2 separate regions of the Anas platyrhynchos genome follow, and region 2 is linked to region 1. A link is a contact called in public Hi-C data. All regions are on one chromosome and are shown on one strand. Each heading gives the region's core, a stretch centred on a gene start, on an enhancer-like site or on the middle of the called end of the contact. The rest is flanking DNA. Distances are from core to core; before and after follow the strand shown. Region 1 overlaps LOC140001694 (a long non-coding RNA gene). Region 2 overlaps PTDSS1 (phosphatidylserine synthase 1).

Region 1 (4,128 bases), core at 470-2,969:
AATTCTGAGTCTCTTGTGAGCGTAACACTACTCTTCCTTAAGCCATCCAGTCTGTCGTGGTTGCCTGTTTTACCACCTGCACCTTAGGGCTGGGATATCTTTTCTAACTGGATTTCTGAGGATGACTCTTCTCTTTGAAGGAAGATCTCAGATATGAAACCTGTGGGACAACTGAGCATGATACAAATCAGCAGAATCATGGAATTGCATGAAACAATCTTTCTGCCCAAGCAATCTCTCCAAGCAACCTTCCCCAGATTCTCTGTGCAGTTGTAAAGTGTTTCTTCTTAATGTTTAATCTTGTTTGAATCTCTAAGACTTTAGCTGCTTGTAGTTACTATGTTGTGCAAGCAGCTATATAAACATTTGCTCTTATTATTTAATGTTTTTCCTTCTCCTTTTCCATTTGGTCTTCTCCCAAATTAGACTGCAAGTCTCTTAGGGCAGGGGCAGCATCCAGCCCTGTGTTTCTGCAGGGCCTGTTACTAGCAGATTGATAGGTTTCTATAGCTGTGTGTACATGACTCAAGACCTCTTAAGTATCTTGGTGTGTGGGCTGGTTGCTGCCATCACACTTTTTCTCTGAAAGACCTTATAGTGAAGAGTCATCTCAGCACCCTGCACAGTGATGAGAGAAGTCCTTCAGAAGAGCCCTGAGTCAGAGGCACAACAGCAACACTGCTTAGCTGATGATGTGACAGTTTATCATCGTGTGGAAATGCTGGTGTAGTGAGCCCAAAGGTCAGTCAGAAGGTTCTGGGCCTTCATAGAGGTGGCTTTCATCTTCACTTGACCCACCAAGGCTCTGCATTCCTGTCACAGCAGAAAATCGGTATGACACTGCTGCTGGGAAATCCTTCCTGACCCTGCCAGATAACCTAGGAGAAAGCTACAGCCTCTTCCTACTTCCATATCCATATCCATGTTGAGAACTGAGATGAAAATCCTGATCTTCATGAAAATACAGCAGAAGGACTTGGCATTTGCATATGACCAAAATCTGTGACTCTGTAGCATGCTGATGGGGATTTCTGGTGTGGACTGGGGATCCTCCAAGGGCTTCCTGGGCAGAAGCAGCTGCTGGTCTGAGATGTGCTTATGAAAACCAGTCTCTGTTTGCAGATTGAGAGGTTGGAAAACCAGTTGGAAAGCTCTTTAGGGTTCTGCATAGCTTGGTGGCCCAGGGTCTCCCCAGGATGTGCAGAGGCTCACCACCACTGCAGTGGGACATCCCTTGACCTCTCACAGGGAGCTGGATCAGGTGGATCCCAATTTAGCAGAAACACAAATAGTTGGGTGCTGGTTTAGCTCCCTGGCCTGGTTCATTATAGGGTAACAGAGAGAATCAGTGCAAGAGAAGGTATGAAAAAAAGCAGCTCCAGAAATTTGGGGGAGACGAGAAGTTTTTCTTGCCCTCTTCAGCAGCAGCTGGCCAGATGTGCTGCACAGATACTGAGCCTGTGCAGCAGCTAAAGCAACCTACAGGGGACCCTATTTGTCCTCATTTTAACTCCCTGTCCTCCCCAGCCTTCCCCTCAAACTGGACAGCAGGAACTCTTGTCCAGTCTGTGCTGTACAGACAGCACGCAGCTTTTACCTCTGATGCAACACATCCTGACACGAATAGACACAAACTGCATTCCTTTGCCTCTGCTGTACGTGGATCTAAGAATCAACAACTCTTGTTATTTGTGCTTGTCACAGGGTTGGAGTCAGATAAAACTGGCATCTGAACGCTCTTCCTAGAAGGAAAAGAAATGTGAGATCATTCCTGTAGCTGGTGGGTGGTGGTGGCTAATACTTGAAGTTACGACTATCTTTTGTGGCTGAAACAGTAGTCATTGTGGCTCCATCTTTAACCTTTGAACAATAAACATGATGGAAACAGACAGTTCCAGAAATCCACAGTGGCAAGTCCAGGCTCCCTGAAGTGAGCTGAAAAGAGAGAAATAAAATTGTGCCTGAAGTATCACAACACAGAGAAAACAGAATGAACCCAAAGTCCACTGAAAACACATTTGCTGGTCCCCAGCTTGGACTTCTTCCAATGGATACAGAGCCACTCAGAGTACAAGGGTCATCTCCACTTCTGTGCCACCAGCATCTGGAGGAGCTTTCAACCTCCCAGCTCTCTGGAGCTGGTGCTGGTGCCCTGACACAGTTAACTAAGTTGCCTAAAAGACCACCATCCATACAACCATACCACTACTGATCCTAACCTACTGATGGCACTCATTCTTTCATTCATTTCCAAGATCTTCCTGCAACAACTGATGTGTCCTTTCCCACCCTGTGTCCCCTTCACTTTCCTGATTCCAGTTCTCCATCTTCTCCGTATGCAACCAAGAACAAAGCAATGAAATGAAAGTATTTGCCTTTATCCAAACTTTCTTTTAAAAGATAATACTCATTGCTTTAGTGCAAGAAGATCTTTAATACCGTAAACTGCTAAACATTTTAAAATGTTTCAGTGCCTAACATTGAGTCCACCTTCATTTGGGATACATGTATGGGGGTGGAACTGTGTTCTGGTACACAGAGTTTGTAATGTAAACAACGAGAAGCCAACACCAGCAGGATGAGCACAAAAACTCGTCACGCTCCAAAGCAACTCCACTTTGTATTTCCATTTTGTAATCCCTAGCTTTTTATCTTTCATCTCGTTTCTAAATTCACTTATTCGATCTGCAAGCACTTACACTTTTCATAGTTCTCCACATGGAGAACACATGACTGAAAGACTGGAGGCTGAGGCCCTGATCCTTTGAGATGGTACCCACACATACTTAGCATTGAGTGTTGCAGGAGGTCTTGGAAAAGTGCACATTTTTACAGGATTGTGGCCCTAAAATGTAAGAGCTTCAGATTGGGGCACGTGTGTTCCATTTGTTTTGAAAATGCTATGGTGCTGTGCAGTTAAATAGAAGTGATCTGTGAGAGTGGTCACAGCATTGCTATTCGTGAAGTAATCACGGTCATGTTTTCCTTATAATGCTATATTTAACCAATACCCCTCATTAAACTATGCTGTAACTTCTGGTTATGTTTTGAAAATAATACCCCTTGCAAGAAGTATTCAGTGGCTCTTGCTCATTCCTTACAAAGTGCCAGTGAATTTGGGCAGCAGGATAAAGGGCAGGACTGGTATCTAGAAAGCATCAGAAAGCCCAATGCTACCTACACAAACATGCTGTTACATGAAGGCCTGGGTTGTCTTTGTTCTGCAAGTTATGAGCTCATGTGTCAACATGGGAAAACAGATGTTTAGATGAAAAAAAAATAAAATAAAGAAAAAGCAGAATGAGGAACACATCCAAGTTCCTTTGGCTTTTGTTCAGGTGTTCCATGGACTGAGCTAATGGGGATCATGTGGAGTGGCTGATTATCATTGGAGTCAGATGGTTGTCTCGTAACTGAAAAAAGAAAAGAAGCAATTTTACTCTGTATACACACATCTTTGATTTACTGCTGTGCTTAGTTAAATTAGTCTTTCACTGTTTATTACGAGAAGGGTAGAAGTTAATTGACAGAGTGAATTTAACATTTTTTTCTGTGGAAGAAAAAGTCGTGTCATGGCGTTAGTAGAAAATCATCAGATCTCTTCTGTTCCTCTGTCACGCTGAAAGGCCTGATGAGGGCTTTGCTCCTCAGGTAGTCATCTGTGTAAAACCTTCTGCACTTTTCAGTGTAGGCATAAGATCATGCTCAATCTGCAAAGCTCTGGAAAATAATTTCATATTTGGTTCATTCATGAATCCCTTCCAGATCCAGATTTTTAGTTATCCTTGACTGAAGTGTTGCCATGTTTTTTTTTTTTTTCTTTCTTTCTTTCTTTCTTTTTTTTTTTTTTTTTTTTTTTTTTTCCTTCAAGTGATGTGTCCCCAGTCTCCTGTTGCCTTCATTTCCTCCATATGATCCTGTGTTACTGGTTACTAGTAACTTCATGGTCCATGCTGTGTTTTGCTGTGTCTCTGTCTAGGAAGCCTACGTATCCCTAAAAAGTCATGTTTTATGGTGATGTTATTTTCTTCTTTCCATGGACTATTTTTCTTTTCTGTTTGTTGCCTTAACCTGCTATCTTGCAGGATGATTCACATACTTGCTTTCTCTGACTGGAATCTAAAGAGC
Region 2 (4,128 bases), core at 492-2,991, 390 kb after region 1:
ATGCTGAAGAAACTAGGTTTAAATCAGTGAATGGCAAGTATCAGCAGGCGATGAGTTGCACAACACCGGTGGCTCCCTCTTGACCATCCTTTTCTTCAACGCCTTTCTTTTTTTAAAATTTTAAATTTAAAAAAAAAATATCAATCTTCCATTTGGAAGCTCAGAACCAGGTCTGATTTTCTTTGTCATCTCTAATCACATCGTAGAGTATCTTCAGGCACCTTTCTTACTTCTTGCCAATTCCATTCGTTACTTTTGACTTGGAGTGCCGATTCCTCCTCCGAGATGAGTGGCTTTCACTATTGACTGTATGTTTTGGTGGGCTATTGTCAGCACCTGCTGAGAAATAAAACACTTTTTGACTATCTGACATTGACAAGTTCTTGTCTGAAAGACAGTGAAGGCTTTCTGAAGCTACAGCATTTACAGTATAGAGTAGTTCAAGCTAATACAAACTGGTACTCCTACTCCATCTAGTGGCCTAATTACAAAAAAGAATGAAAACAAATTTAAGAACTGTAAAATTCCTCCTCTTACAAGAGATTTCAGAAGTTTCTCACAGCCAAATATAGTGGTGAAGCATCTTCTATTTTGAAATGACATCAATAATTCAGATCTCTACACTTTTTTTTTTTTTACTGGCAGAAGTTTTGTTACTATCAGAATTGAAGAGCTATGAGACTGAAGTCACAGATTCAGTCTTTCTTGACAGGCAGCGTTTGACTCCGAGAAAGCAAAGGGAGGCAATGGGGACTGAAAGAAGGATCCAAGAGCAAAACACGGAAGAGGTTAAGTTCACAATTAACGAAGAAACAGATAAAGTCAGAGAACAAATATTTACTTGGCTAGATTTCTCCAGTGTGTATAAAGGAGAGAAAAGGAGAGACTTCAAGTGCAAGCAATTTTTCTTCAAATAAAAGTCCACAAATGCACTAAGCGAAGAATAAGTTAATATCTGCATATAGAGAAATCACATTTGGTATATAAAAGCTCAATTGTAGATGTTTTTAAAGTATATGGTAAATAAGAAATATTTTAATGATACTAACACATCTGGAGCGTAAGCTCTGACAGGTCACCTCCAGATGTGAAGCTTGATTTTTTTCAATAAGCCCACACTAAAGAGTAAGAGGAAGAGTAAATTAACTGACCTCTAGTGTAGGGAAAAGAAGTTAGAGGTGGGCTGCCTCTAAGTACAGAAGAAGCTGTTTATGACTATCAGTGCTGCACTAACTAGGCAAGTGTCAGCAAGAACATAAGCTCCAGGGCACATACTTTACTTTCTTAAAAAGGAGGAATAGAAGTATAATTTGCACTCATATTTAAAACCAAACATGCAATGTTTAGGTAGAAAACCCATCCAGAACACTTATGAAATATATAACGTCCTAAACCTCCAAGAATGATCTGGAATAGTAGGGGAAAAAAGAAACTGCTCCATGAAAAAAAATACATACATTTCTTAGAATTGGAAGAAAAAAAGGCAGTAAAACCAAATAGCTTTGTAGATGATTTATCTGCATAGCTCCTGCAGGGATGTTAAAGGAAGTCCAGCTGTCTCCCAGGTAAGTTTCTCAAGCCTTATTTCCTAATGCTAAGCATTAAAGCTCCCCCTTTAATAACACACATGTATAAGTGCCGATACCTCTGCTGAATTTAGAATGAAGCCAGGAAGCATCTGGACTGTACGGGCTGTCTTCACTTTCTGATAAGGTCTGCAAAACACAAGAGGGACACACGTCATTGGGATGCTGATTCCTGAGACCAGCACAGGCTTGTAGATTGAAAATGTGGCAGAAGTCCTGATAAAACATACAACCAGCACTTCAGATGTTTCCCTCCATAGTTAAGAGGTACGACATAGATGGTGCAGTAAGAATTCACCACTTGCCAGGTGATCTGTTGTGTAACCCAGTATTCTTAATATTCCCCTAGCATTCCACCTGTACAATGGGGACAGCAGCTGACCATTCGTCCCTGAATGCTTTGCCAAAATTACAGCCTCGTTTTGGGTATCCAAGAGGACAACATTCTTTAGAAACCACAGTTTAAGCTGGGATCTGTCCAAGGCTCACTGAATTCAGAGTTCTTTCTATTGACTTCAGTTAAGGCTCCAAACCATCCCCCCTCTCCCCCATGTATGTTAGTTCTGGTAAAGGATCCTAACATCTAGTAGCTTTGTTGTTTCATTTTGGTATAAAACAAGACCAGGCATCCTAGTAAAGTACCTTTTCTCGGTGGCCGTAGTATTCTGCGTACCAAACCATTCCATATAAACACAGGAAAGTTGTAAAGGCCTAAACAAGGAAGGAGAGGAAAAAAAAAAGTAACTACTTATTTATTTATTTTTCCCAAATTCCTTGCTGGTTCAAAGTCTTTGAATTCCTGGAGATTCCATGTTTGGAGACTTTCACGCTCTGTTTCTCTCTGCATCTTTTTCCACATCAATTAACACTTGGACTCCAACTTTAGGATACACTAAATAGCAGAACAATCAATTCCAACTTCCTATCACCTGTTCGAACTGTGTTCCCAGTCAGAAGGGAGAAGCATTTAACTGTCACAGCCCAGAAGAAATGCCTTAGTTTTCATTAAAATGTGTTTGGCATCAGAGTTACAAGTTGGGCAAGACTAACTAACGTGTTTGCTGTTGTAAAATGGGCATTTCAAGCTGCATTTGCAGTAATTACACTGAAGTGCAGAAAGCTGCAGGCTGAGTGAAAACAATTTGCCTGATAAAGCAGGGCTTCTGCAGTTGTAAGACTTCAGTGTGAAGCAACATGCATTACTTATTAATGCTATTCATTAACTCCTGTTCTCTTCCAGAGGGCACCATCGGAAGCAGCTCCCAGATTATCCTCAACTGAACTGTCATTTTCTCTCATAAGGCTAAGATCTATAACCACAGTTTGTTTCTTTGTTAAGTACTGGTTAAGTGACTACATTCTACTAGGTCAAGAACTAAGGAAAAAGTTATTCTTATCTCTTCAGAGTAGTTCTAAACGATCTCATATTTGCTCTTCCTGGGACATGCATGAAGTTCTTTACCAGCATTCCCTCACAACGATCCCCTGCTGCCAATGTTCCAGAGAGGAAGCTATTTGGATGCTTTCAATGCCTTTGCTGTGCCTTATGTTTCACATGAGAAATCTCACTTACCACACAGAGAAGCCAAAACACAACATACAGGATTTGTGTTTTGGAGAAAAGATCCTGTCCAAACTTTATGCACACAATAGCTTCAAGAAAAGCAATAACCCTGTGAGTGAATACAAGAAAAAGGGAAGAAAAAAAAAAGTGATTACAAACACAAAGGACTTAACTCTCATGTCTACAGCCCAGGCTCGAGATGGTCAGCTCTAAACAAGCACTACTCTCTAGCGAGCACACATCTCCCCAACAACAGCATTAACTCAAAGTCTTTGGAAAATTTATTGTTCATTCTTTATTTTTCTTCAGCATAAACAGCCCACAGAAAATGCTAAGCTAGTAGGCCACAATTCCACAAGCCTTTGCTTGTCCAAGGAACAAGCAGGAATGTGTGCCAATAGCTGAGAATTTCTGTTTATACCTACCACTGTGCTTCAGCCCTCACCAGATAGAAATGTCTTTTGCATGCTGAATGACCAATAGACTCCCTGTTGGGTGAGCTAGAACTACGCTTTGGATATTTCTCTGCAGGACACAAATTTACTACAGTTCTAATAGGTTACTTTGCTCACTTCAGAAGTATTTTAATGACAAAAACAACATGAAACAGTATTCCAAATTCTCTGAGAGCCCACACATTTGCTCTGGTTTACATGTAAACCCAGGTCCACGCTGTAATATTAGAGGATTTGTGGAGAAATGTGAGAGGAAAAAATTGCTGTATTTACTTTCCTAGCCAACATTGTAAGAATAAAACCAAGCTCCATCTCTCCCTCATCACCAGGTATTTACATCTTGTCAGGCTCAAAGCTATGGAGTCCTCTCTGCCACTTGGGGGTGGAACGAAGGGGCTATAAATCCAAAGCTTCCAACTCTTGGTGTTACTCTGTTTTTTCCAGCAGATTACAGCAACAAGCAGCATGAAAAATACTTGCGCTGTGCACACTTTCCACAATTAGATCAGGCTGCAGATATGCA

What was found. Hi-C and Micro-C count contacts between places; a contact is called where the count stands out from the background.
Region 2: a contact with region 1 is called in a Hi-C map of liver, with 4 times the contacts expected there. The contact joins two enhancer-like sites. A contact is called at or near these places in 6 of 8 Hi-C or Micro-C datasets (F1 follicle, F5 follicle, liver and 2 more).

Annotation. Positions count from the first base shown.
Region 1 is chr2:23,183,737-23,187,864 of IASCAAS_PekinDuck_T2T, forward strand. It overlaps LOC140001694 (a long non-coding RNA gene), which reads right to left. Exons shown (of 5, transcript XR_011807184.1): 5 at 3,474-3,720. Among named protein-coding and RNA genes, the nearest start is that of MTDH, 20 kb to the left of the region's middle. Within about 2 kb of position 1,720, at least 2 of the 8 cell types and tissues checked have an H3K27ac peak or open chromatin away from gene starts, as enhancers often do.
Region 2 is chr2:23,578,535-23,582,662 of IASCAAS_PekinDuck_T2T, forward strand. It overlaps PTDSS1 (phosphatidylserine synthase 1), which reads right to left. Exons shown (of 13, transcript XM_021277264.4): 10 at 3,160-3,259; 11 at 2,229-2,297; 12 at 1,646-1,715; 13 at 1-339. The coding sequence ends at 227. Among named protein-coding and RNA genes, the nearest start is that of PTDSS1, 23 kb to the right of the region's middle. Within about 2 kb of position 1,742, at least 1 of the 8 cell types and tissues checked has an H3K27ac peak or open chromatin away from gene starts, as enhancers often do.